Linked DNA regions of Mus musculus: regions 1, 2, 3, 5, 6 and 7 are each linked to region 4. A link is a contact called in public ChIA-PET and promoter capture Hi-C data. All regions are on one chromosome and are shown on one strand. The core of a region is the stretch at or near the end of the contact, and the rest is flanking DNA. Distances in the headings are between cores, read along the strand shown.

What was found. Promoter capture Hi-C pulls out the DNA fragments that hold promoters and counts their contacts. ChIA-PET counts read pairs in DNA pulled down with a chosen protein or histone mark.
Region 1: an RNA polymerase II ChIA-PET map of memory CD8 T cells shows a contact between it and region 4, with 13 read pairs. The contact joins the promoter of Acap1 here to the promoter of 4930544D05Rik in region 4. A contact is called at or near these places in 2 of 39 promoter capture datasets (cranial neural crest and liver) and 2 of 115 datasets of contacts at active chromatin or transcription factors (double positive thymocytes and memory CD8 T cells).
Region 2: an RNA polymerase II ChIA-PET map of memory CD8 T cells shows a contact between it and region 4, with 24 read pairs. The contact joins the promoter of Ctdnep1 here to the promoter of 4930544D05Rik in region 4. A contact is called at or near these places in 2 of 115 datasets of contacts at active chromatin or transcription factors (bone marrow-derived macrophages and memory CD8 T cells).
Region 3: a promoter capture Hi-C map of liver shows a contact between it and region 4, with 3 times the contacts expected there. The contact joins the promoter of Ybx2 here to the promoter of 4930544D05Rik in region 4. A contact is called at or near these places in 2 of 39 promoter capture datasets (both in liver) and 1 of 115 datasets of contacts at active chromatin or transcription factors (memory CD8 T cells).
Region 5: a contact with region 4 is called in an RNA polymerase II ChIA-PET map of memory CD8 T cells, with 15 read pairs. The contact joins the promoter of Acadvl here to the promoter of 4930544D05Rik in region 4. A contact is called at or near these places in 3 of 115 datasets of contacts at active chromatin or transcription factors (astrocytes, memory CD8 T cells and pancreatic cancer cells).
Region 6: a contact with region 4 is called in a promoter capture Hi-C map of hippocampal neurons, with 2.7 times the contacts expected there. The contact joins the promoter of Asgr1 here to the promoter of 4930544D05Rik in region 4. A contact is called at or near these places in 7 of 39 promoter capture datasets (cranial neural crest, frontonasal cranial neural crest, hippocampal neurons and 4 more), 5 of 484 Hi-C or Micro-C datasets (B cells, cerebral cortex, differentiating embryonic stem cells and 1 more), 1 of 115 datasets of contacts at active chromatin or transcription factors (pancreatic cancer cells) and 1 of 9 other capture datasets (embryonic stem cells).
Region 7: a contact with region 4 is called in a promoter capture Hi-C map of neural stem cells. The contact joins the promoter of Gps2 here to the promoter of 4930544D05Rik in region 4. A contact is called at or near these places in 4 of 39 promoter capture datasets (cranial neural crest, embryonic stem cells, liver and 1 more) and 2 of 115 datasets of contacts at active chromatin or transcription factors (double positive thymocytes and memory CD8 T cells).

Annotation. Positions count from the first base shown.
Region 1 is chr11:69,893,336-69,896,962 of GRCm38.p6, forward strand. It overlaps Acap1 (ArfGAP with coiled-coil, ankyrin repeat and PH domains 1), which reads right to left and starts at 2,204. Exons shown (of 22, transcript NM_153788.3): 1 at 1,951-2,204; 2 at 1,265-1,322. The coding sequence starts at 2,003.
Region 2 is chr11:69,978,828-69,982,958 of GRCm38.p6, forward strand. It overlaps Ctdnep1 (CTD nuclear envelope phosphatase 1), which reads left to right and starts at 2,341. Exons shown (of 8, transcript NM_026017.2): 1 at 2,341-2,758. The coding sequence starts at 2,657. It overlaps Elp5 (elongator acetyltransferase complex subunit 5), which reads right to left and starts at 2,408. Exons shown (of 9, transcript NM_018740.2): 1 at 2,380-2,408; 2 at 1,387-1,735; 3 at 1,172-1,232; 4 at 1,003-1,083. The coding sequence starts at 1,432.
Region 3 is chr11:69,933,925-69,937,780 of GRCm38.p6, forward strand. Ybx2 (Y box protein 2) reads left to right here and starts at 1,975. Exons shown (of 9, transcript NM_016875.3): 1 at 1,975-2,324; 2 at 2,973-3,036. The coding sequence starts at 2,051.
Region 4 is chr11:70,614,137-70,617,746 of GRCm38.p6, forward strand. It overlaps 4930544D05Rik (RIKEN cDNA 4930544D05 gene), which reads left to right and starts at 1,758. Exons shown (of 4, transcript NM_001145537.1): 1 at 1,758-1,868; 2 at 1,968-2,168; 3 at 2,262-2,469; 4 at 2,622-2,754. The coding sequence starts at 1,803. The coding sequence ends at 2,662. It overlaps Chrne (cholinergic receptor, nicotinic, epsilon polypeptide), which reads right to left. Exons shown (of 12, transcript NM_009603.1): 6 at 3,469-3,569; 7 at 3,011-3,211; 8 at 2,819-2,933; 9 at 1,525-1,639; 10 at 1,264-1,450; 11 at 1,072-1,178; 12 at 747-992. The coding sequence ends at 837. It overlaps Mink1 (misshapen-like kinase 1 (zebrafish)), which reads left to right. Exons shown (of 33, transcript NM_001045964.1): 33 at 1-346.
Region 5 is chr11:70,014,141-70,018,000 of GRCm38.p6, forward strand. Acadvl (acyl-Coenzyme A dehydrogenase, very long chain) reads right to left here and starts at 1,288. Exons shown (of 20, transcript NM_017366.3): 1 at 1,123-1,288; 2 at 977-1,055; 3 at 653-718; 4 at 491-563; 5 at 339-403; 6 at 105-239. The coding sequence starts at 1,184. It overlaps Dlg4 (discs large MAGUK scaffold protein 4), which reads left to right and starts at 3,063. Exons shown (of 22, transcript NM_001370675.1): 1 at 3,063-3,093; 2 at 3,282-3,380; 3 at 3,646-3,686. The coding sequence starts at 3,075.
Region 6 is chr11:70,052,117-70,056,139 of GRCm38.p6, forward strand. It overlaps Asgr1 (asialoglycoprotein receptor 1), which reads left to right and starts at 2,239. Exons shown (of 9, transcript NM_009714.3): 1 at 2,239-2,372; 2 at 2,765-2,850; 3 at 3,881-3,997. The coding sequence starts at 2,784.
Region 7 is chr11:69,911,653-69,915,282 of GRCm38.p6, forward strand. It overlaps Gps2 (G protein pathway suppressor 2), which reads left to right and starts at 2,368. Exons shown (of 10, transcript NM_019726.5): 1 at 2,368-2,781; 2 at 3,100-3,209; 3 at 3,281-3,393; 4 at 3,487-3,566. The coding sequence starts at 2,688. It overlaps Neurl4 (neuralized E3 ubiquitin protein ligase 4), which reads left to right. Exons shown (of 29, transcript NM_001013414.3): 27 at 90-202; 28 at 277-442; 29 at 1,475-2,172. The coding sequence ends at 1,679.

The DNA of each region.
Region 1 (3,627 bases), core at 954-3,453, 720 kb before region 4:
TGAATTTTAAAAGTTCAATTAGAGGGCTAGAGAGATGCTTCAGTGGTTAAGAGCACTGACTGCTCTTTCAGGGGTCCTGAGTTCAATTCCCAGCAACCACATGGTGGCTCACAACCATCTGTAATGGGATCTGATGCCCTCTCCTGGTGTGTCTGAAGACAGCTACAGTGTACTCATATACATAAAATAAATAAATTTTTTAAAAAAGTTCAATTAGAACCATTTGAGGGGTTGGAGAGATGGCTCAGTGACTACGTGCACTGGCTGCTCATGCAAAGGACTCAGGTTCAATTCCCAGCATCCACATTGTGGCTCACAACTGCAACTCCAATTCCAGAGGATCCAATGCCCTCTGCTAGCCTCTGTAGCAGCCACTAGGTGTGGACATGGTTCACAGACATTTACCCAGATAAAACAGCCAAATATATATACTGAAATAATATCAATAATGTTTTAAGAAGTGTTTGCTCTGGGGATGTAGCTGGTGGGGGAACCCGGCCTGTCTAACATGCACAAAGATGAATTCCATCTCCAGGGGGGAAATAGAGGTCAGAGGATTGGGAATTCAAGACCAGGCTCAACTACAGGTAAATTCAAAGCTAGCCTGAACTACATGTGACCCTGTCTCAAAAAGTATATATTAATATGTTAATAATTTACATACACACACACACACACACACACACACACACACACACATATATGTATGTATTTCAGGCAGGGTTTCTCTTCTGTCCTAGAACTTACTATGTAAACAGACCAAGCTATCTTAGAACTCACAAGAGATTCATCTGCCTCTGCCTCCCAAGTGCTGGGATCTGGGTACGCAGCCCCATTCCCAGCTTTTTTTTTAGCCCTAGCTGGCCTAGAACTCACAGAGATCTGCCTGTTTCAGCTTCACCAGTGTTAGGATTAAAGGCATGAGCCAGTACATCCAGATTTTGGGGTGGGGGGGTCAAGACAGGGTTTCTCTGTGTAGCCCTGGCTATCCTGGAACTCACTTTGTAGACCAGGCTGGCCTCCAACTCAAAAATCTGCCTGCCTCTGCCTCCCAAGTGCTGGGATTAAAGGCGTGCGCCACCACGCCCAGCAACATCCAGATTTTAAATATAATTGTGTGTGTGTGTGTGTGCCAGGCACAGTTAACTTTCAATGACTCTAACGCATTCCCAGTCTCCCGCCATCTCCCTGACCTTTTATTTTAATTTTATTCTAATCTTTTATTTTAATCTGACTCTGCATCTTTTCTCCATGACGTGGTCACCTTTTCCAGGCGGGTCTCCAATTCTGACACTTCAGTTTCCACCAGTTCAATCGAGGCTCTGGGAAAGAATGGACAGCACTTAGGTCCACTGGGCCTCTGCTTAGCATCAGGGGCAGGGTTGGCGTCATGGGGTGATGGGTATGCACAGACCAAGCAGAGTCCAGACAGTTTCTGCTCTTGTGCTGCTGTGCACATTCTAAGCTTCAATAACCCAGACCAGAGCAGGAAGAGTAGGAGGGTGGATGTGGCCAGGGCAGGAAGTTGCTAACCGCCCCGGGGCAGGTGCTGGGGGAGGGGATGCCGTGAGAAGGAAGGAGGAATGCCAATTATAAAGACCAGAAGGGGCAGAAAGGCAGAGTAAAGTGAGCTTCGGAGAGCATGGAGGTTCTGTTATTAAAGGGTTTTTTTTTTTTTTTTTTTTTTTTTTTTTTACTCTGTAGCCCAGGTTAGCCTGGAACACTTAACAACCTTCCTGCCTCAGCCTCCCAAGTGCTGGGGTTCCATGCCTGATTTGAGAGCCTGGCTTGAGTGGTAGAGGCACTAGGTCCCACCAGTTCCCTCTGGTCCCTGTGGCCTAGGCTCTAAGGTTGGTCCTGCCTGGGGAATGCTGGGGGTGGGTGGGTGGGTGTTGGGACCTATTGGGCCTTCCTTCCCCTCCTTAGTCTCATGGACCTGCACACACTTACCGGAAGCGGGGTGAGTCCTTGAGACATTCTTCAAAATCTAGCTTGACCGTCATCTCAGATGACTTGCTTTGGGGGCCTGGGGGGCCCTGGAGGTCAGGTAGGTGGGGATGTAGGCAGATGCACTCCCCACCCCCCAAGAGGGGTATTAATGGAGAAGAATCCTCTGGTAGGAAGAGCCTGGGTCTGGAATTCTTTCCCCAAAGGGAACGGGGTAACCCAGGAGGAGCTCTAACCCCACCACTTCTAGGCAGCTCTGGGAGGGGTAGGGGTGGGGCCTGGGCGGAGGGGGGTGCTGAGATCACAGAAACCACAGTCCCTCCCCCAGAGACTGCCTGCTGTCACCTTCCATCTGGGACACTGGTCTTTCTCTGCTGCTTTCTCCATTGGTGAATAAATTTTTTGAGGGGGAAATGATGGTCTAGAGTCAAATCTGTCTCTGTCACTTAAGACTTTGTGTGATTAGTTGGGCATAGTGCTACATGCCTTTAATTACAGCAGAGACAGGCAGATCTCTGTGAGATCAAGGCCAGTGTGATCTACAGAGCAAGTCACAGGCCTGCCAGGGCTACACAGCGAGACCCTGTCTACACAAAAACCAGTGTGACACTGAACAAGTTCTCTGACCCTTCAGTTCCCTCATCTGGGAGACAAAAAAGCGAGGGGCAGCGCACGCCTTTCATCCAAGCACTCAGTGGGTGGATCTCTGAGTCTGAGGCCAGCTGGTCCAGAGTGAGCTCCAGGACAGCCAGGTCTACACAGAGAAATCCTGTGTCTTTGTCAGGGTTTCAATTCTTGCACAAAAGCAAATTGGGGAGGAAAGGGTTTGTTCAGCTTACACTTCCACACTGCTATTCATCACCAAAGGAAGTCAGGACTAAAACTCAAGCAGGTCAGGAAGCAGGAGCTGATGCAGAGGCCATGGAGGGATGTTACTTACTGGCTTGCTTCCCCTGGCTTGCTCAGCTTGGTTTCCTTCTTTCTTTCTTTTTAAAATTTATTTATTATATATAAGTACACTGTAGCTGCCTTCAGACACAACAGAAGAAGGTGTCAGATGCCATTACAGATGGCTGTGAGCCACCATGTGGTTGCTGGGAATTGAACTCAGGACCTCTGGAAGAACAGACAGTGCTCTTAACCACTGAGCCATCTCCCCAACCCCTCAGCTTGGTTTCTTATGGAACCCAGGACTACCAGCCCAGGATGACACTACCCACAATGGGCCATTACCCCCTTGATCACTAATTGAGAAAATACCTTACATGGATTCTCCAGATCTCATGGAGGCATTTCCTCAAGGGAGGCTCCTTTCTGTGTGATAACTCCAGCTTGTGTCAAGTTGACACACAAAACCAGCCAGTACACCCTGCCTCAAAGATGGTGTTAATAAATGTACAGTATGCTGATTCTATCAGACATGGACATTCTGCTGCAAGGTTGGGCCTTTTCAAGACCCTAGGTTTTGGGACCAGCAAAGTGGCCCACTGTGTAAAAGTGTTTTTCACACATCCAGTCTGACAACCCAAGTTTGACCCCAGAAACCCTAGCAGAACTTATTATGGAAAGTTCCTCTAACCTCGGACCTCCACAGGTGTACCATGTTAACCAAATAAACCAACAGTGAGTTTTTATTTGTTGTTGTTGTTGGCTTTTTCTTTCTTTTTTTTTTTTTTTTTT
Region 2 (4,131 bases), core at 1,091-3,590, 630 kb before region 4:
AGCCCTAACTGGTGTGGAACTCTTCTCTGTAGACCAGGCTGGCTTCAGATTCGAGAGATATGCCTGTATCTCCCTTGAATGCAGGGATTAAAAGTGTGTGCTATTGCCAGCCGTGATGGCGCACGTCTTTAATCCCAGCAGTAGGGAGGCAGAGGCCAGCCTGGTCTACAGAGTTCTAGGACAGCCAGGGCTATACAGAGAAACCCTGTCTCATAAAGCCCAAAAAAGTGTGTGCTATTACAGTGATCTTATGCCATTTTTTTAAATTGAAGAAATCTTATAAATTGGACATGTGGCATGTAACATAGTCACAGCATAGGGGAGGATGAGGCAGGATATGAGGCTGGGAGTTAAGAGGTTACTGTGGACTACACAGTGAGTTGTAACGCAGCCTACACCACATAATGAGATCCGCCCCATAATGAGATCAATTAAAAAAAAAAAAAAACAACAACCAAAAAACAAAATGTCCTTTTCTGAGAAAAATAAAATAAAATGGGCAAAAAAGTTCTATCCAAAGGTTAATTTAGCCTACTACTCTTTGGAATTAGTATGTTCCTTTATCCTGCCTTGTGTTTTCAGTTCAATTCTAGCATCTATAGTCTTGAGCCTTATAATAAGGCCTAGAACAAACCAACTCCAAGGACACTTATATAAAAGATGATGACATCAACTTTAGAAGAAACTCAAGTGTTTCTTGGTTGACTATGCATTAACGTGCAAACATTAAAGCCAGAATGCTTATGTATATACAGCAAACTATCTAAGCGTTTACTGCTCTCTTTTGTTGAGTGAGCAACAGCCTCATTCATGTCCCTTCAGTCAAGCCGGCAAGCTGGTGCTAAAGTCTCTAAAAAAAACCCATCTCGCTAGTCTTTTAATTTTTACTGTTCCAAACCCTACGATACCAGTTTCTCCACAGTATGAGATTCTGTGCTGTCTGTTGAAGAGACGTCCTTAGCAGCTGTAGTCCGAATGAAACCTGTTTTAATGTATACTCACCGGCTGTTGACATCAGAGTCGAAACCTTCGCGAAACTCTTCTTCGCTCACTTCACAGCCCAGAACGTGGACCTGCTCCCCACTAAGGCAGAGATGAAGGAAATATATTGAAGAGTGGGGGTACCGGCTCCCTTTCCGGGAAGGAGAGGAGAAACTGTGGGCTAACTCACCGAAGTGCAGATTTCTTGATAAGAGCCTTCAGGAGACTACGCCCTTCCCACTCCACGGAATCTGGGGAGAGCCAAGGATGGGTGAGACCTACTGAGCCCTCAGGGCTCCGACCACGACTTCCACCCCTAGCTGGGTATCCATCCCCAGCGGGTCCTCCAGGCTCCCGCTCCTTCAGCCAAGCCCAAGGCTACCACCGCATGCCTTGATCCCTCACCTCGCAAAAGCACCAAACCACCGATGGCCAACAACGAGTCCAGCATCTCTGACGCCTCAGGACGCCTTCTGATGTCGTCACCACCGAGGAGGCGGGGCACTTACGATTGCTTCCAACCTTAAAGGACCGCAAAGTCCGGAAAGAGGAGCCTGGTTTTTTTATGCTCCGTATTCTCAGGGGGCTTACACGGAGGGGCCGCTCCAGAGTCTCTGTACACAGTCCTAGAGACAACATCCTTAATCTACTCTTGCACCATGACTGGAGCCAGAAGGGCCGTTGGAACAGTTATCAGTGGGATGGGGACAAGGACAGAGGTCTCACGAGCTCCAATCCCGAAGAAGGTTCGAACCTGGGAATAAATGATGTCACTCGGCCCCGCCCACACGGCGCCTGGCTTCTCTCCAGGTCCCGCCCCGCAGTAACCTAGTGCGCGTGCGTAACGCTGCACCCCGGGGTCAGAGCAGAGAGCTTTCCTTAACTTTCCCCTCCCTCCTCAGAATGAATTGAGGGAAACAGCAATCCCGGGGAAGTGAATACACGTCACTACCGGAAGTAATGTCAGAGGGGAAGAGGAGGAGGGAAGAGAGGAGGGAGCCCTTTGGGCGGTAAAATGGCGCCTGTCAGAGTGGGAAGCCTAGCTGCAGAGGCTGCAGCCCCGCTCCTCAGCGGCTAAGCGATCCTGACCTCGGGGAGGGGGAGGCCACTCCGGCCCAGCGATCCGTGCCCTTCGGCTCCCCCTCCCCCTCCTCCCCAGCTCCTGCGCCCAGGGGGCCCCCGAGAATCGCCGCGGCCCACCGCGCGCCGCCGCCGCCCCCGCCCGCCCCCTTCCCGGGGCAGACCCCTAGCGCGCCTGCGCAGAAGGCCACCCTTCGCTTCCCCCTTCCCCTCCCATCTCCCTCCCTCCCTTTTCCCTAGCCCCCTCCCCCACTGCCCCCTCCCCCAATTCTCCATCCCCTTCCCTCCTGGTCTCAGAGGACCCTGTCCTAGCCCGACCTGTTTCGGCCTGCAGCCCACGCGAAGTCGTCGGTGCCACTTCCCGCTCATGTGGGCCCCCGCGGGCTGCCCACGCCAGTCCCCCAGTTCCCGGTTCCGCTGGGCTTTCCCTTCGCTGGGGGTGGCTTTCTAAGCCACCCACTCCGTGCTCATCTCTGCAGCCTCTCCTGCCGCTCGGGGCCCCCGTTCCCCCTCCCTGCGGCGGGGGGCTGCCCCCGGGGGGCTGGCGGAGCTGGGCCGCGGGGGCCCCGGGGCCGGCGGTGCCGGGGTCATCGGGATGATGCGGACGCAGTGTCTGCTGGGGCTGCGCACGTTCGTGGCCTTCGCCGCCAAGCTCTGGAGCTTCTTTATTTACCTTTTGCGGAGGCAGATCCGCACGGTGAGTTTGCTTGGGTGCTGCCAGTGGTGGGGTCCTCTGTCCGCGGTGCTCGCGGAATTTTGGATAGTGCTGGGCCTCTGCTTTGGGCCTAGGAAGGGAGCCTTGGCCAGAGCTTTACCCGCTGGAGAAGTAGGACACCTTTAAGCAAGGTTCAGCCCTTAATAAAAGAACCATGATTTTTACTGGGTTTGCTTTCTTTCTTAATCTGCCTAAATGGGATAGGATTTGGCAGTTCTCGGGGGCTAGAATGGTGCTCTCCTTACGAAAGCTAGAGTTGTTGCTAAAGAAAGAAGAGGCCGGGAACACCTGTTTGCTGGTAGCCAGAACTATTGATATGGGCTTTGGAAAGACCCTCCTGTTGAAAGTCAGACTCCTTTGTCAGTGGTGTGGGTGGGTAGAAGGGCATATGGAGCAGGAATTGGAACTTGAGGAAAAGCCTTGGGTGTGAAGGAGCTCCTCCAAAAAGGCTCTGGAATTCTCTAGCTTGTGTGTATGGGCTTATTATTAAGACCCTGGGACAGAAAACGATGCTTTTCCAATAGGCATCTTTAGTTGTCAGATGCACATTAAAGTTGGGTGTCTCATTAGACAAGCTGGCTGTTAGCTGGAGAGCTTGCATCTGAAGGTGGGCATGTTTCTCCAGGCGACTCTAGCGATTATGAAGGGATACTTGGAGTGTAGAGACTGTTTGGATGAACCCAGGTATCTCTGGGTTCTCTCCCTCAAGCTTTTCTCCAAGGTAAACATTGTTTCAGCTACCATTCCTCCCCGCCGCCCCTGCCCCCAGCCCTGGCTGTCCTGGAACTCACTTTGTAGACCAGGCTGGCCTCGAACTCAGAAATCCACCTGCCTCTGCCTCCCCAGTGCTGGTATCAAAGGCGTGCGCCATCACGCCTGGCTTACCATCACTTCTTAATGAACATGCCCTCTGGAGTAAATCTCCTGAAGTCAGATTCTGGGGGGAAATGACTGAGTAGCATGCAGGCTTTGGCAGCCCAGGTCAGAATTCCCAGAAGGACCTTGGTGGTTCTGGTAGAAGAGGTGACTGAGGTGGCTTGGACTTCAGTTCCTTCTCTAGCAGTCTGTTTATTTCTTCCACTTCCTGCTTTAGGGTGAGGATTATTTTGGATGGTGGCTATAAGCAGTCCTAGTCTCCTGAGATAAAATAGGATCCATAGGGTGTGTGAGGCTGGCCAGGTGTGGGCCTAACTCCTGAGGTTTTCTTTATGCTCTGACCTCTCATCCTCTTTCTGACCTTGCTCTGAGAACCCTCCCTCTTTTCACAGCTCCTTTATTTATTTATCTATCTATTTATTTATTTTTGAGTGTGGGGACTAGTGTCCAGCCCAACTATGGAAAGACTTCCTAAACTG
Region 3 (3,856 bases), core at 725-3,224, 680 kb before region 4:
AGCCCCCAGTTTCTTAATCTTAATACAAAAAGGGCTCACCTCCGCTTGTGGGCTTCCTCTCGTTCTCCCACTCATTATTCAGCCCACATCTGAACTCCTCCGTACCTTTGACACCTTTCTGAGTCTTCTGTTACAGCAGTGAGATTGCTTTCCTCAACTAGGATCTCTCTCTTTTCGGGGTCAGGGTTAGAGTTAGAAGCTTTAACAGTATAAGGAAGCGGTCATTTCTGCGCACCTACTGCCTCCCTGGAGACTTGGTTCTTTTCTTGTCTCTTCTCTTTTTGTATTCACTCTGCCTGATGCCCTAAAAATTCCAATCCTCAGCTCTTAAAGGACCAGAGGGGTGCGGTGGGCAAGTTTGCTGTTGAAATTATGACTAGGTGGACCCCAGGAGAGGCCAGCAGAGGGCGCGCTGGGACAGGGAGAGAGATCATACGGGGCTATCCGCGTAGCGGGCACCGCCAGAGCTCACTTGGGGAGCGCGGACAAACTCAGCGGCTCACTCGTGCTACTCCCAGTGGGATAAATATGATCTCTGTTTAGTGTCGCCCATGTCCTCTCATGTGAAGGAGGCGGCCCTCGGAAAGAGTGACTTAGAGCCGTCTGCAGATTGGGAACCAACACTTATTCTGATCGGTGATGCGTTGTTCCAGGTGCTGAGACAAAAGAGTTACTGCTGTGGCGTTTACTGCCTAATGTGTGTTCAGAACATTAAAGGAAATAAAGGGTCAAAACCATTTCATATTTTTTAAAAAGTCACGATAAGATAGGTTAGTTGATACTTGAAGAGACACTCCTCCCACCCCCGGCCACGAGACGCAAAGATAGCAAGTTTTAAGCAAACAGCTTATACAAAGCTGGTCCTGCAATCCTGAACCTAAGAAAATCTGAAGTACTTGATGGGAGACACCAGAACTGCGGCAAGAGGGTCAGGAGGCCAGAGAAGGCTTAAAAGGACTTTCCTGGAGCAAAAATAACGAACTTTAGTTTGTTTAACACATGAGCTCTACCTGGCCTCAACTAGTGAATCTTCCTTCCTTGGCTTTCAGAGTGCTGGAATTACAGGTGCTATCTACCATACATAACCTATAAAGAAGGTATCTTAGGGTGTTGGCTACATGTATGGATATTTTATTAAAACTAAGAAAAGAGCTGCGCTTTGTTCTAAATCTGTAAATGTTGCTTTGTTTCTTTTTTTCTCATTTCTTGAGACATTGCCTCTCAGTGTAGCCCAAACTGTCCTGGAACTCACTATATGATCCAAGCTGACTTCGAACTCAGTAAGGCTGCACTGGGGAGGCGAAAGCAAGAGGATCAGGAGCTCAAGGCCAGGCTGTGCTACACAGACCTTGTTTCAAAACATAAAAACGAGAGGTTTCTGCTTGTGACAGCCACTGTGCCTGCCCTGGAGTGTGCGTGGACGTTCTGTGTGGGAAGGTACCCAGGGCGGTAGTGGGTGGAGAGTTCGGGCACCGACCGTCTGAAGAGTGGAGGTCAGCGGGCCCCCCTCACTGCAGAACCGCGGCTGCCGGCCGCTACCCCCACCCGGGTCGTCAGGGGCAACCTTGGAGGCTCGCCCCGGCCCCGCCTTGCGCACAGAAACCAGGTGGCCGTTGAGGCGCCACCAGCCGGTTTGATTTCCCGCGGCCGGTGGAAAGGGGCGGAGGGGGAGGGGAAATGAGCCATTAGCCAATGGGCTGGGCCGAGGGCATCACGTGGCGGCGGGGAGGTGGGGCTCAGGTGTACTTACGGAGTTGCGGGAGGGGGCCGCAGCTTTAGAGCGGAGTCCGGGAGGCGGGGCTGGCGTGCGGGCCTGGGGGGCTGCGCGGCTACGATTGGCCGGCGGCCGGGAGGCGGGACCTGAGCGCGCCGCTTCAGCCGACTGCGATTGGCCTCGGCTCAGGGCCCGCGGCAGGCGTGCGGGCGAGGCTCGGGGCGCGAGGACCGAGCCGGGTGGCCGGTCCGCGAGCCGGGGGGAGGGGCCGGGGTGGTGGTGGTGGCAGCGGCGGAGGAGGCGGTGGCGGCGGGGGCCGGTACTGGACCCGGCGGGATGAGCGAGGCGGAGGCGTCAGTGGTGGCGACAGCGGCCCCCGCGGCGACGGTGCCCGCGACGGCGGCGGGGGTGGTAGCGGTGGTGGTACCGGTGCCCGCGGGAGAGCCGCAGAAAGCAGGCGGCGGGGCGGGCGGCGGGGGCGGAGCCGCCTCTGGCCCCGCTGCTGGGACCCCCTCAGCGCCCGGCCCTCGCACCCCTGGCAACCAGGCGACGGCGGCCTCGGGGACTCCCGCGCCCCCGGCCCGGAGTCAGGCGGACAAGCCGGTGCTGGGTGAGGGGGGGGCACGCGCTAGGGCGGCTCTCAGGGTCGGCGGGCTGGGGGAGGGGCAGCGGGGTCTGGAAAGCCGAAGGTAGGCCTGGCCCGAAGGACTAATCATAACTAGTCCCGGAGCTGCCGAATAAACTATTAGTGGATTCCGCTGGAGGGAAATCTTGCCGCACCTTCATGAGCCGGAGGGCGGGGCAGGCAGGTTCAGCTAAGGCTTTGGGTAGGAAAATAAAAACCTCCGGGTCTGGCCACACCCCTGTTTGCGGGATACTTGGTGTAGTTGACTCCGGTTCTTGTTAGGTAAACCTCTGAGCTTGGGAGGCAGGTGGATGGGGTCTCTTAAATTTAGGAGGGCTAGAACGGCTGTTGAGTTTTGACCCTGAGGGTGGACCAGGTGAGTACCCGGTTCTAGGTGAAAGACCTGAACTCCGTAGGATGTGAGGAACGTGGGTTTGAGAGCCTGAAACCCCCCTGTGTGTTTTTCCACTTAGAAAGAGGGTTAAGAGTACTTTGACACTTCCAGCGAAGTCTGGTTGACTCGCAGCTTATTAGGGAGGCAGGTTAGGTTTTAGCTTAGTTTTCTCTCAAAACTCAGCCCAACTCCCGTCTCTTCCCCCATCTTACTATCCCCACTGCATCTCTGCCTGGCAGCAATCCAAGTCCTGGGCACAGTCAAATGGTTCAACGTCCGGAATGGTTACGGATTCATCAACAGGTATCCGAGGAACCCAGGGAGGGGGAGGAACGGGTGTCTTTTTCCGAACTGACCTGTGGGATTGGACACCTTATTTCATCTCTACCCCTGCCAAGGCACATGGTTGTGATGTCCAGCTGAGGCTAGTTGAAAGTCTTTAACCACAACACAAATGTATGCTTACTGGCAAGGAGAGGCTGCACCCACATCTTCAAGGGCAGCAGAGGCTTAATGATCCAGGAACTTGGCAAACCTGCCCCTGACCTTCCCAGCTCTTCTGTCTCACCTTCTGGAGTTGCTGCATTATTTTTAGCATGCTGTGTGCCTTTGGGGTAGAATGTTTGGGGCTCCTGGTTGGAGTCCTCACTGATTTCCTGGTTTAGGGCAACACTACTGGCACCCTCACAACTTCTATCCCTTAAAGAGCTGTGGCTCATTTGAACCACGCACCACCCACCCCTAAAGGATAGAACTGAAGCTGGTGTGTGCGGAGCAAGAGAGCGCCTGCCCAGGCTGAGAAGGCTTTGCTTCAGCTGCAGCCCCACCCCTTCCAAGCTCTGGGAAAGGCTGGAGCAGATTCTGACCTAGTAGAGCCAGCACCCCCCCCACACACCCCACCCCCCGCCCCCTACTCTGGCCTTCCCCTGCTCAGGCACCCTGCCCAGCCAAGCCCTCCTGGGAGCCTCAGTTCCCTCTTTACAGGCTGACCTTTGTGCAGATCCAAGTTCTTTAAAACTAGAACATTTGTTCTAGGGATGGCAGCTTCCTGCAAGGAGTCCTCCTCTCCCCTGTCCTGGGACTAAACCAGAGTCATAGGCAAGGTGGTGACAGAGACTGAGAG
Region 4 (3,610 bases), core at 508-3,007:
CTGGGCCCTGGGTTCTGGAGGCGGGGCGGTCACCAGCCACTCCAGGGGCAGGGACCATTCCTCATTTTCTGAAAGCACTTTAATGATTCCCCCCCAACCCCCAGGGAATGGAGGAGGGACCCCATAGCCAAAACATTCCCCCCTTTCCTCCCCACTCCCACCCCTTCTAGCCTCTCCCCTTCCCTAGAAGGAGAGAGCTCAGAGCTCCCAGCCTTTATCCTCCCTTGCTTGCATCTGTATATAGTGTGAGCAGCAAGTAGCCCTTCTCCCTCCTGTATCCTTTCTCAATGTAGTGGCCTTGGATATATCCCCTTTGTTAATAAAGACAATTCAACCAGCTTCCACCATTTTGAGATCCTACTATTGTTCTCTCTCAATCCTGGAGAGATTTGAGAGTTGAGAATGCAGAGGGTAGAGGAAAGGCATTAGGCTCTGTGAAGTTACTGTGATAATAGAGACGAAGTAAGGTGGATGAATAGGCCAGGGATCAGTCCTGACACGGTAGGACCCTTTGAGAATAGTTTTTACCAGCCCCAGCAGGGCCAGGCCAGACTTCTGGCTTCAGTGTTTCTATATCTGGGTCTTGTAAAAACCTCATTGGCTATCAACTAGATAAACATTCTTTAGGTTAGAAGGAGCCAAGAGCAAAATTGAACCAATTGCCTCCAAGTGCCTGACCAAACCACCCACCCATCTTCTACTTCCCTGAGGAGTTGGACCCACCCACATGACCACACAACCCCTCCTGCAAGTTCACAAACCAGATTTATTGTCAGCGGCCTGTTTTCAAAATCTCTTTCTTGGGGGGTGGGGGAGAGGTGGGTGCCAGTGCAGGCTCATGGTTGGATGCACGGTGGGTAAGGGAGATCAGGAACTTGGTTGAAGTAACCCCCAAGGAAGATGAGAGTAGAACCAACGCTGAAGAGCACCAAAGCTGCCCAAAAACAGACATTGTCCAGGGCCTTCCCCATACGCACCCAGTCGGACAGTTCCTGTGAGAGAGAGCTTAGCGAGGGAGGAGCCTGGAGGGCGGGGCATCTAGCACTGCTCCGCCTCAACCTCCCAACCCACCTCTCCAGTGGCTTCCTGGTCTCTTGTGCTCTCAGCCACAAAGTTCACAGCATCCACACAGCAGCGGATTTCTGGGGCTGCAGCACCCAGGTTCTGGCAGAGGGCTGCTGCTAAGGCAACAGCAAGCGCTAGGTCATTAAAAGAGCGTCCCTAACGGCGAGTGTATGCCTTTGACCCAAGAGCAGTGCTTACCGGTCCAAGTTCCGTGCCGATGCCTCTGACCCTCAAACACGAGTTCGCTCCGCGGCTTTTTCAAGATGAGCTCCTCCGCTCTGAGCAGAATGCCCACAGACGAGGCACGCCTCGCTGGTGAGGCAGTTCGGGGATCCTCTGGGGGTGGGCTCGAGCCCAGGAGACGCGGCAGCAGCTCTAATAAAATCTGCAGCCGGGGCAGAGAGAGGTTCCAAGCCCGCTTCCCACCCCTGGGCAGTACTTTCTCCAACCAGCGCTTACCTGGCGCAGCCGAGGGGATGTAGCATGAGTCGTTGGCGTCCTCAAAGATACGTTGAGCACGATGACGCAATTCATGACAATGAGCGTGGCAACCACCATGACGAATATAAGATACCTGATATACAGAAGCCTGATGTCACAGCACCCCACAAACAAGGCACTAGCTGCCCTCTACCTCACAAATACCACCTCCGCACAGCTGGTGGCGTTACTTCTTGATCCTCCTCAACGATGCCAGTATTGTCCTGGCCCTTCTGCATATACCATCTGTTGCGGACATGAAGGGGATTCCCAGCAATTTGGACACCCTGCTGTGGGTCTACCACTTCCACAGCTCCACCGAGGTGAGGGTATTAGAATGGCAGAATCTGGAGAGGTCCCCAGCTCTTCCTGCTATGGCCCTTTCCATGTGATCATTCCACTCACTACCCTTGCTCCTCCAGGTGGCCTTACAGCCTCCACTTCTATCTTCCCTGGAACTTGCTGTGGCCGCAGCTCACGAATATCTGGTGCAAAGGTTCAGAGAGCTTAAGTCCCAGGACCCCCTGGAATCCGACAAGTCGCCCACCCAGAAGGCCACCCTAGGGCTGGTGCTAAGAGAAGCTGCAGCCAGCATCATGAGCTTTGGAGCCACCTTGTTAGAGGTGCTGCTCTGGGAGGCTGAGGGATGGGAATAAAAGGGGGAGAGGGCTAGGCCAACAAAAGCAAGGACCTCTAGCCCATATGCCCCAATGTAGATCTCGGCCCTGTGGCTGCAGCAGGAGGTGCAGCGACTGGACGGCGGCAACGACTGCCCAGGCCCAGCCCCAGACACTGGGGATCCTGGTAGGGCGCTGGCCCGTGTAGCCCTGGCCGCAGGGCAGGGGATTCGGCAAGCTGGAACGGCAGCTGGCGCAAGTGCCCGGTACCTGATCCAGGGGGCGTGGTTGTACCTGTGTGGACGAGGTTTGCACGGGTCTACCTCATCTCTGCCACAAACCCTATGCCAACTGGGCCTTGGGGTCCCTGGGGATCCGGTGCGTTTGGGATAAAGGGTGCGACATGGGTCAGAGGAGGTATGATTAAGGAGATGCTGAACTATACTGTCCTCTTAACAGAGAGACTCGGGAAACCTCAAGGTGTCGCCCAGCAGCAGTGAGGAGAATGGGGGAACAGATAATCCATCACTGTCCCAGTCCAACCCTGTGTCCAAATAAAAGTCCAGAACGGGACAACACCAGGTCCCTATGCAAGCCTTCTTTGGCTACATTCTCCATGCATGCCCCTATCTCTGTGGGATCCACTTTGAGATTACCTGCCCAGCAGTGGCACGCTCAGAGAAGTCTCTGGAATTTTCTGGGCAATTAGAAACAAGAAGACAGTCTGGGCTAGCAGGACGTTGATAGAGACCGTGCATTTCTGGCCACCAGCTAGAGGGAGCAAGCTGTGAGAGGCAAGCCAGGGAGCAAGCCCAGCCTGGGGTTCAGGAGTCAGGGTCACCCCTTACCCTGCGCAGGCAGGAAGTAAGCGAGCAGCACCAAGCCAGAAATGAGCACGCAAGGCACAATGATGTTAATGACGTAAAAAAGCGGCTTCCGGCGGATGATGAGCGTATAGATGACGTCAGTTTCTCCAGGACCTTCTGTGGAACCTCCCTCATAGCGGCGAATCATGCCTGGGCAGTAGTCTATGGCCCATTCTCCATTCTCTGCAGGACATAGGGCACAGTCAGCCCGCACACCTGCAACTCCAGGCCAAGAGGGCTGCTTGAAACCTGGGCTGTTAGCACGGGGGCAGAATGGTAGAGAGGGGCATTTCTGGTGGGGGTGTGGAAACAACACATCTAGACTGACTTCAAGAAGCTCAGCTTCCGGTTGTGTGGTTCAGGCCAAGCCCTACCCTGAACGTCCCCCCTTGAACCTTATCTGGGAGAAGAATTTTTGGAAAGGGGGTATATCCCTTCACCGGTAAAAGCTGCCGTGTCAATGTCAATCTTGTTGATGGTATTGCCGTCGTCATCCACGGCAAAGATGAACTCCACCTCCTCAGCATTGTAGGTCTGGGAGCTGTGAAACAGGGCCAGTCTTTACCCCAGAAGCTGGCAGCC
Region 5 (3,860 bases), core at 38-2,537, 600 kb before region 4:
AAAGGGCAGGCAGGTAGACACTACTCTGGCTACTTGCTTGGCCCTAGTGGTGAGTCTACCAAAACTGGAGCACTGTGGAATGTTAACCAGGGGGATCCTCTCACCTGGGTATTAGAGAGGCCCAAACCACCCAGCTCGCTGGGTACTTGCAGGCCAAATGCCCCCAGTTCCTTGAGTCCCTGCAAAGTGTCGTCCTCCACCTTCTCCAAGGCGTCGTTCTTGGCAGGGTCATTCACTTCCTGAGCAAGGAATAGGAAGAATCTCATATTCAGAGGCTCCTTTAAGCTCCTTAGCATCTTACTTAGCCCAGGAGGGGCTGAGCTCTGGTCATCCCTTACCTCAAAGAACCGGGCCACTGGTCCCACCAGCTCTTTGAGAAATTGTGCCTGTTCTTCACTGAGCACTGTATAATGGGAGAGAAGAGCAGGCTAGTCAGGCAGAGAGGGCTCCCCTGCCCACACTGTCAGTGACTGACTAAGCCTTTACTTACCAGATGGGTATGGGAACACCTGATCAATGGTAAGCTGGCCTTTGAACATCCCCACAGCAAAGGACTTCGATTCCTAGGCAAGGAAGGAAAGGATCTTAGGTGGGTGCCTGGGGTGATTCTACTCCTGGTTTTTAAGTGTCAGTCCAGTTTCCAGTCACTTACTGCCCTGGCTGGTTTTTCTCTGGTGGAAGCATCAGAGGAGAGGGTTTCTGGCTTGTCCAGAACTGCCTGGAGGGAAGGGCAGAGCAGTTAGGCTGGAGATGGGTCTTAAAAGGTGTGCAGGAAGCGCTAGCTCTAGGAAGTGCGTTTGGTGCATGTTCCATTACTTTCTCACTAGGGCACCCTGGCGTGCCCTTTCCCCTACTTTCAGTGACAGAACTGCCACCAGGTGACTGGGTCGAAGAGAGAGACCCCTGTCGGTCGCAGGCTAGTGGGAACTGGCAACTCGCATTTCTACGTCCGTCTCCCTCATCCACTGTCACTTACCTGAGTGGCCTCCCTGGCATAAAGTCGCTGGGCAGAGATAGGCCGGGGTTGTCCCTGAAGCACAGTAGTAGATCGCGAGCTGTAAGGAGTCGGGGTTCAGTTCTGCCCTGGTTCCCAGACCCAGTGTCCCCTTGCTATATACGGACCTTCGGGCCCCCAGCCGCAGCAGCTGTCGCCCCACACTCGGGGTCATCCGAGCCGACTGCATCTCCAAAGCCGCCGCCGAAGTCTTGACCACTGACCTCTTCTCTTCGCGTCTCGCCTGCCCAAAGGTTGTGTGTCTGGGCCCTGACTCATGCTCCACAATGCACTGCGTGGTGGGGGCGTGGTCTTGGGCCTCGATGCATGGTGGGAGCTGAAGTTCCGACGTGTGCCCGGTCCCTGTATTCTACCTGACCTAGGGTGATCCATCTTCAAACGATCCGTTTTCTTTCCCAAACTCTATAGAGCCGCTGGTCTAAACTAAAGTCTGATCCACTAAAAAGGGAAGAGATTAGATAAGAGAAGGAAGAATTAAATGACTAGAAGGTTGGAGGTAGACTGGAGGGAGGACTTCCTAGCTAAAGTTAAAAGAGAGAAAGGAAAATATCAGATGCAGAGACCTGGATTATAAGGAAAAAAATTCTCCTTCAAATAAAGAGGGGCGTGAGGTGGCAGACTCAAGCTGGGGTGTACTCTAAGCGAATTCTGAGATCTAGAAGATTTCACCAACTTAAAACACTTCTAAAAGCGCGTAGTAGGCACCTCTAGTCTCTCATGGACTTTGGGAGATAATAAATCACGATCACTATGAATTTGAGGCCACATAGACCCTGCTAGAGTGAAGACTCCAAATACATAAGTCTTAGGAAATGAATACTTTTTTTTAAAAAAGAACTTTATGTGTGTCTCTGTGTGTCTGTATATTAGCGTGTGCACATGGGTGCAGTGCCTATAGATACAGAGACCAGAAGCTGTGGAGCTGGAGGGAAGTTGTGAGTCTCCCGACGTGGTTGCTGAGAACAGAACTAAGGTCCTCTGGAAGAGCAAAATGCATCGTGTGTGTGTTGTATGGTTTTTGTTGTTGTTGGTGGTGGTTTGTTTTTCTGAGACAGGGTTTCTCTGTGTAGCCCTGACTGTCCTGGAACTTACTCTGTAAACAAGACTGGTCTTGAACTCAGAAATCTGCCTGCCTCTCCTTCCCAAGTACTGGGATTAAAGGTGTGCGCCACCACTGCCAGGCTAGTTTTTTTGTTTGTTTGTTTTTTAATTTATGTATGTGAGTACACTGTAGCTGTCCTCAGACACATCAGAAGAGGGCATCGGATCCCATTATAGATGGCTGTGAGCCACAATGTGGTTGCTGGGTATTGAACTCAGGGCCTCTGGAAGAGCAGTCAGTGCTTTTAACCCCTGAGACATCTCTCCAGCCCTCCCTTTTTTTTTTTTTTTTTTAGGCTTTAAAGGTTTATTTTAAAATTTTTATATATATGAGTGTTTTGTGTGTATATATATATATATATATATATATATATATATATCCCACCAAGGTCAGAAGAAGGCATTAGATCACCTGCAACTGGAATTACATACAGTTAGCTGTACACTGCCATGTATGTGGACACTGGAGACTGAACACAAGTCCTCTGCCTAAGAGCAACGCATGCTCTGATTGCTGAGCTGTCTTGAACCTCATCTAAAAGTCTGCTTATGCGAGTGTGCACTCACATAAGCCCTTATCAGAAGACAACTTCCAATAGTTCTCTCCACATTTATGTGGGTCCCTGATGACAGGCTTGGCAGTGAGTTCCTTTACTCAGTGAGCCATGTCACTGCCCCCGACCCCTTCTCAGTATGGTCAGGCCTGGGGAGAAAAAGAGCTTAACTCTGGGTTGCTGGGACTGCCTTAGATAAAATCCTCTTTCCCACTCACAGAAAAGCAGCTAAATTATGCCTGGCATTTGGGAAGGTACACTATGCGGAGCAAAGTGTTACCTGGTGACCTGGGGAAGAATGGAATCTAGACCGATTGTCCACTTTACTAGCTACAACTGCGTAGGCTGAAGGCAGCTCAACTTCAATCTTGGCGGATTAGGGAGATTAAATCGAGAGAAGAGAGATGTCCCAGAGACCAAGAGGTGAAAAAAAAAAACCAACCCGGGTCTTTGAGGGGGTGATCTGGATCTGGGATGGGGGCCCAGGGGCTCCTTCTCTTCCTGAATCTATCCATGGTGTCTGGAAAAAGAAGACAAAGGCTGGGAAACCTTAGATGACTAAGTGGGTAAGTGGCTTGGTCTCGATCCTTTGTCACTTGCTTTTTTACCAGCTCCCAGGTCAGCCCTCTGGCTACTGGCCCCCCCACTACTGCGGTGGGCACCTCCCCTCCTCACAGTGCTGCACAGTGATCTCTTCCAGGCCTTGCTGGGTGAGTAAGGCTGGTGTTCTGAGGGGCCACAGTGGACAGGGCTGGCCTGTGGTATGGGGTCAAGCATTACAGGTTCTAGGCTGGTTGGAAATACTCAGAGCATCTAGTCCAGGCTCTCGCTTGTATAGAGCCATCACACTGTACCTCCTAGCAGCATCCATCCTAGCCGGAGGAGCCTCTCTTGACACACAGAAGCCAGGGGTAGCAGGGGTGGCCAGAGGGCCCCGGGATTTGGGAGGGTGACTTAATTCTGTTCCTGTGACAGACATCCTGGACTATTATGAGGCTTGTATCTCAGAGAGTCAGGTAAGGTGATGACGGTGGGTGCCTGGCTTCCTGACTGCCTGAGCTGGCAGGACTGGAGGGACAAGAGTACATTCTTCTAATTCTAAACTGAGACTTAGGGGCCCAGGCAACATGATCCCTAGTACTGACTGAGGAGTTGGGGCACCAGCAGTGCTGTCTGTGGGCAGCCAGCCC
Region 6 (4,023 bases), core at 989-3,488, 560 kb before region 4:
CATCACTGTCTGGCCTGCACCTTCCCCTTCCCTTTGTTGAAATCCTGGGGATTGGGCCCAAGGTTTTGGGCATGCCAGGGAAACTCTCTACCGCCAAGTCATGGCACCTCCAGCCCAACTTGCAACTCTTCATGGCCCTGGAATATAGCCACACAGTCTCTAAATATGTTGATTATGTAGTTCTATCCGTAAGAGATCTCTGAGCCCGTGATATGGGATTACTTGCCCCTCGAAGGTCCCAGGGCTTCTCGCCTCCTGGGACTTACATTGTGTGTGGTTCTTTTCCATGATAAGGAGGGCTGACCTGGGAGACCAGAGGACGGCATGGAAATGATGGGCTGTGTGGTGCTAAGCCCACTGCCGTCATGTCAGGAGGACATTCAAGCAGCCTCGTGGACAGGCCTGTGTGGTGAGGAACAGAGGAGTCTAAGCAGCAACCCACAGTAACTTGCCTGTCCTATGAGTGAGTCACTTTGGCAGTTGATTTTCCAGCCTTAGTCCAGTCTTTCAACAAACACAGCACTGACTGAGATCATGGTTGTGTCCTCAGGAGAGATTATTCTGAGTCAGAACCAATGGTCGAAGCCGCACTTTAACCTTTACAGTGGAGATGGTCTGTGTTTATTGTTTAAGTTGCTAAGTTGTGGGGTACTTACTTTGTGGTAAATGACTGGTACACATATCCAATGGGATATATATATACATATGTATATATACTATGTTATATGTTATATATTATACTTATACATAGTATATGTATAATATATATTATAAAATGTATCTCTCTAAATAGAAATCTATTGAAAAGGGATGAAAAACTACACACACACTCATTCATACATCCACAATCCACACTTAACATTTATTCAAGCATGTGTGTTAACATTAGTCCAGTACTGCTCTCTGATCCATGAGCTTAGGGCATGGCTCTCAGGTATGAACTGTATTTCAAAATGCCTTCTTCCAGGACAATATGCAAATAGAAAGATGCAAAAATCCTGAGTTTACAGCATTTTCCAGTTTTACAAGCTAGGGCTGAGGTCTCTCTAGCACTGAGAGAGCAAGAGGCTCGGTGCCCCCTGCTAGTCCCTACCTCTATGAGTAGAGCTACTATTCAGACTGGATCTGTATCTGTTTGCTTGCCAGAATAAACTAGATTGTAAGTGGCAAAATCAGAGAGTGTTAAATTAATGGCCCAATTTTCACCAAAATCGCTGGCAGCAAGCCCGGTTCATGTAAACATGCGGATTTTTAGGACACAGACAAGCAAGGACGCACAGAGTAGTTGGATTTATGTAAGCGGCACCTTCCTGAATAGCTCACAGGCTCTAGACGGCCACAGAGGCCACTCCTCACTGTGGAGCCTAACAGGAGGAGGATTATATGTTGAATATTGCTCTTGTCCCAAGCCTGAGTTCTGACAGGCCTCTCTGAAGCTCTCAGGACCATGAGGGGCCATGTTTAAGCCTCTCTGGGGATTTGGGGACCTGGTGCGTGGGACAGCTAAGGATCCCATTCTGAGTGAGGTGCTGGAGGCAGCACACAGGTCACTGAGTTGGGCTGCCCGGGTGTTAGTCTGTGCTCTTCTGTGTAGTATGGCTTTGAGAAGCCCTTGTCTTCCAGAGCCTCAGCTTTCTTGCCTGCAGAATGGGTTGTTCTCTGGGGATGAGAAAGGTTGAAGTCCTGGGGCATATGGTAGAATCAGTGATTTCTTGGCCCTGATCCTAGAGGGGAGCTGCTCCTCCTGTTACCACTGCGCTGCTTGGAGGACTACCATAGAGTGAGTCAGTCAGGTTAGGGCTGAGGAGCCTGGAGCTGAGACCCCAGGAATCTACAGCTTGCAATTATAACACTGAGGTCACAGGGCAGGATTGGGCAAGAGCGGGGAATCAGTTGGTGCCTCTGATCCTGGTCAGGGATATTTGGAGATACGGACAATTCTGGGAAATTCAGGACCGAAAGGGGGAGGGCTCTGAGGGCAAGCAGCAAACTGTTCCCTAGCCTTTTAAGGCCTGTCTCACCCACAAAAAGGTAACAAGTATTGAACATGCGGAAGTGCATGCGTAGATGTGTGTGCCTCTGTGTGTGTGTGTGTGTGTGTGTGTGTAGACTCCCCTTTTCTGAGAAATAGAATAGAGGTCACCCATGCCTTCTTTCCTCCCCTATACCTCCCCAGTTCCAAGTCTACTCCTACCTCTGTTTATGGTTCAAAGTCCCGGTGTTGGTGATGCCAGGTTCAGCGTGCTCGGACACACATGGGCCCTGGATGGACCCTGTCCCCTCCCCTCCCATTGCCCAGGGCTCTTCACCTGGTTCTTCAGGCTTCAGCCCCCTCCTTAGCCTGGGCTCTTCGTGGTGCTGAGGGACCTTCAGTAAGTACAGCAGGAGGAGAAGGGATGGGTGACAGCCAAGAGAGAGTGGCTGTATGGGTTCACATGCGCAGTGTGTGTGAATGGGAGAGGAGAGATTTTTCTTAGACAGAATGTAGCCTTGGTTAGTCTGGAATGCACTCTGTAGACCAGGCTGGCCTCGAACCTACAGAGATCCACCAGACTCTGCTTCCTGAATACTGGGATTAAAAGCATGTGTCATCATGTCCAGCTAGAGGATAGATTTTTGGATGTCAGGCTTGGGAGCAGATAGGGTTAGGGGAGACAGAAAGTATGTCCACCTAGTCAGATGTAAAAGGGAACTGGACTTCATCCAGCTCTGAGTCTGTTAGCCTCGGCCTCAGCTCTAAAGGCTCTAAATTTGGCTGTCCTAGGTCCGGATCCAGTGCCATCATGACAAAGGATTATCAAGATTTCCAGCACCTGGACAATGATAATGACCATCATCAACTCCGGAGAGGTGAGAGGTGCTCCCTTTCAGAGAGGCGAGGGGTTCTCCCCTCTGGAGGAGAACATCAGTGGCTCTGTCCCTCCGACTCAGCTCCTGTGTCCTGTGGAGATCCCTAGCTCTGTTCCATACACTCAGAAAACAGTGGCTGCATCACTCTTGCTGGGACATAGGGTACAGGGCATAGTGTTGGCATCCTCAGTGACAGATGTCCAAGCTTCCTCCCAATGTTACCCATTTCTCAAGACCCCAGGCAGAGGGTGGCTCCAAGGTGTGGGGCCTACTGAAGGTCGGGGGCATGAGCTTATTGTCAGCCCCGTCTGAAGTTAGGTCCCTTTCTTCTTCAGTTTCAACAGTGTGTATGTGGAGGTGGAGGTGGGGATGGGAGGTGATCAGGATCAGTTTGACTTAAGGGACCCTTGGAGAGGGGGCTGAGGGTCTCAGCACGGATGAAAGATGAAGCATCTGCTCTCCCTACTTTGTCCTCTGAGCAGGGACTGTCGTGTGCCTGTACAAACAAATACAGAGCTCTTGAGGTATCCCAGGTGGGCAGTGTGCTTTTATGCAGGAAGGAGCACAGGAGGGGAAACGGGGCGGGGGGGGGGGGGCAGGAGGGAAAGCCCGCAGGCCAACCGACAGGACTGAGTGTCATTTTCTCCCTTGGTGGGAGAGGCTCACCTTTTCTCCTTGCATGCAACCAAAGACGCACAGGATTCACGGAAAGAGGAGGAAACCCACCCTTCCCACACTTTGGTGGAGCAATGACTCCCCAGGCGTGGTTCATCGTCTGTAATGACAATATTATGCCACAGGGTGGCAGCAGAGGTCCAGGGCTTCGGGAATGCTAGGGCAGGTCAAAGCTTTGCACTTCTGATAACCCCCTTTCTTCCCTATCTTTAGGTCCTGCAGGGTTGTCCACGGCCCACATTTCTTAATCTATACGGCCCCTCTTAGTCTACTGGAGAGCTTAGTTTGCGCTCTTCCTAATACCTCGGGATTTAGGTTGGCCCAGGTAGTGAACTCTTGATACGCTCTCTTGCAGGGCCGCCTCCCACTCCACGGCTCTTGCAGCGACTCTGCTCTGGATCCCGCCTCCTCCTGCTCTCCTCGAGCCTCAGCATTCTGTTGCTGGTGGTTGTCTGTGTGATCACATCCCAAAGTGGGTGGCCAGGGCTGGGCAGAGAA
Region 7 (3,630 bases), core at 1,118-3,617, 700 kb before region 4:
AAGAGGGGCAAGATGACAGCATTCCTTGTGTGGGGGTGACCTTGAGGAACCAGTGACCTTTGACTCGGTGGTCTTATCTGTCCTTTTAGGGTGAATCCCCATCTGGAAGCTGGCACACTAACAAAGAAGTGGCACATGGCATATCATGGAAGCAGTGTAGCTGTTGTGCGGAGAGTGCTGGACCGAGGGGAGTTGGGAGCAGGTATCATGGAGTGGGCTGTGCTGAGGGATCTTGGGAGGAATCATGGGGCTGCCCTCACCCAGGTCTCTTCACAGGTACTACCTCCATCCTGAGCTGCCGACCTTTGAAGGGAGAGCCTGGGGTGGGATTTGAGGAGCCTGGTGAGAACTGTGCACCTCCCCGGGAAGAGCAGCCCCCTCCAGTGCTGCTCTCCCCCTCCCTTCAGTATGCCGGGGCAGAGATGCTGGCCTCCAAAGTGCAGTGAGTACATGCCGGGAGCACTAGGGGCTCAGGGCTGTGCTCAGTCACCCACCGCACCCTTCCTGCCCTGCTTGTTCCTGGATGCACCTTTACCTGTCACTGTTCCTCCTTCCCTCCCGTAATACACACGCATGCGCGCGCACACACACACATATGCACGCACACACACACAGAGGCACGGTTTCTCTATGTATCCCTGGCTGTCCTAGAACTCATTCTGTAGACCAAGTTGGCCTTGAACCTAGAAATTCTAATTCCAGTGCTGGGATTAAACACATGGGCCACAGGGAATCAGATTCCATTATAGATGGTTGTAAGCGGTGCTGGGAATTGAACTCAGGACCTCTTGAAGAACAGCCATCTCTCCAGCCCCTTTTGGTTTTTTTGTTTTTGTTTTTGTTTTTGTTTTTCTTAAAACAGGATGTCAAGTAGTCCAAGCTGGCCTCACATTCATGTTTGGTTTGTATCTGAAGCCGGCCTTGAACACTCAGTTCCTGGTTCCATCTCCATGCTGAGTGTGGATTAGATGAGTGCATCTGTAGGCCTGTTTTTCTGAATGTGTATGGATACCAAGTCTTTCAAAATATCCTGCACCAGGCAATGGGTTTGACCCCTTGTACTACCTAAACTGTGCTTGCGCATTGTAACAAATTCCTGGAGTCCTAACACTAAGTGGCAGGGTCAGTGGGTCGGAAGTTTAAGGTTGTCCTTCCTTTATAGGGAGGTTGACTCCAGCCTGGTAGAGACCCTATACTGTCTCCCAAAAGTGGGTGAAGTAGATGAGAAGTGCACTTGGAGTGTTTGGAAGACGTGAACTAGAGTGCCAGGGTAAATAAACACATGAAGAGTGCTGGGGAGGAGTTAGCTGAGCAGGCCAGGGGAGGAGAGTACTACATACACAATAGTTGGTGCTAAGCCAGTCACGGTGAACAGTATTTCCCAGAAAACAGCAAGGCCTGGGTGGAGGGGGCAGAATTAGCAGTCATGGACCTTGGGAGCCTTACTCTTCTCTCGTTTCTGCTTGGCTAACAGATTCCGGGACCCAAAATCCCAGCGGACACACCAGGCTCAGGTGGCCTTTCAGGTGTGTGTGCGCCCTGGCTCCTATACTCCTGGCCCTCCCTCTGCGGCCCTCAGAGAACTTCCTGACCAGCACTTCAGCCCATCGGAACTTGAGTGGGTCACTAAGGAGAAGGGAGCCACACTCCTCTATGCCCTGCTGGTACGAGTGGAATAAGGGGTGACATACCACTACTCCAAGCACAGCCGGGCCTCAAGCCCAGGACTCTTGAATGACGACTGCCTCCACCTCATTCCCGTGACTGAGAGCATGTCCAGTGCTGTCCTGGCAAGGAGGAGCACGTAGGCAGGCTTTGATTTAGAGCAGGTGTGAAGCACATCTCTACATTCAGGGCCCAGCACACTCCCTCTGCTGAGAGGGAGCCCAGCTCGTCTCGGGGTCCCCCCTTCATGCACTGACTTGGGGAACATGACTCCCTATTATTACCCTCCCCCATATCACTTAATTTATTTCCGTTTTTGTTTCTGGTTACTGTGAATCCCAAAGGAGTCTCTCTGTGCCCACATGAAGCTGCTTTTTCCGTGGCCACTGGGCGCCATGGGGAGGGAGTGGGTAAAAGGAAGGGCTGCCCGAGGACGCTGTGGGCCTCTGTACAGTTGTTACTGACTCTGATTTCTAAGGAGCCAATAAATACTGTCTTCAGAGCATCTGCCTCCGCCTCTGTCTCCCGCGGCCTCGCGAGTGAAGAGTTCTAGGGGCTTTATCATCCCAGGCCGCTCTGTAAATCCACATGGAGTTTGGACATCCCGGCACCCGTCTCTAAGCGCTTCCGCCTTCCCTTTCCTCCAATCGGCTGTGCCGTTTGCCGTCGTGACTCCGGAAGGATTTATCCTGGCCGCCGGATATGACGTAGAGGCCAAGGCGCGCCGAAGGCCTCGGAGAAAGCGCCGACAAGGCGGGTTGCGGGGGTTGGCGCCAGGGCTACGAGGGAGGGGCGGGGGCGCGGAGCCTAAGACCCTCGCACGCGCCCCGGCGCTGAGGCAGAGACCCCGGAGGGACGCTGGTGCCCGGGACACGTGATCGAAGTGGCGAGCGGGCGGCGGACGGGCTTCCGCTTCGGCGCGTCGCAGTCTCTCTAAGCTCCCACTTCCCTGCAGGCCCCGCCTGAGGTCTGGCAGTCAGTGAGAGTCGGGTGCCCACTGCCCAAGCGTCACCAACAGCATCATGCCCGCACTCCTGGAGCGCCCCAAGCTTTCCAACGCTATGGCCAGGGCTCTGCACCGGCACATCATGATGGAGCGGGAGCGCAAACGGCAGGGTGAGCCTGGGCCAGAGCGGGAGGACAGACACTCGGCTCAGGGTGGCCCTGCTACCCACGAACTTGCCCCCATCCACGGGCCCAGCTGTGCGCCTGCTGGCGAGGCTAAGAGGGAGGCAGCGGCGCCTTCGGGGTGTGAGTGAAGAGGCCCAGTCTAAGTTCCAGACCAGAACCCTGGGCTGGGAAGGACCTTGGAGAGCACCTAATGAAGCCAAGTTCTCCCTGTGGCTGTGATGGAGTAACTGGTTTTTGCTGGTCTTCAGTCTAACGCTCAGCTTATTCACACCGCCTTGCCACTTCCCCGTTCTGATTCTTCAGAGGAGGAAGAGGTGGACAAGATGATGGAACAGAAGATGAAAGAAGAGCAGGAGAGAAGAAAGAAAAAGGAAATGGAAGAGAGAATGTCACTAGAGGAGACCAAGGAACAGGTAAGTAGCCTCTCCACACTTGTTTCTCGATGCCTTCTTTTCCCTGCTTTAGCTGCTCGTCCCTCTTCCAGATCCTGAAGCTGCAGGAGAAGCTTTCTGCTCTACAGGAGGAGAAGCACCAGCTTTTCTTGCAGCTCAAGAAAGTTTTGCATGAGGAAGAAAAACGGAGGCGAAAGGAACAGAGGTGTGATGAGATGGCTAAAAGTAAAATTGTGCAGTGGCACAGGTGACAATCTAATAGCAAGAGGCTAACTGACCTGTCTTCCTTCCACTCCAGTGACTTAACCACTCTGACATCAGCTGCATACCAGCAGAGCCTGACGGTTCATACAGGAACCCACCTCCTCAGCATGCAGGGTGAGAGGACTGAGGAAACCGCCTAACAGGGGAGTTCTCCAGGAGGTCGCTGCCTATTTTAGCA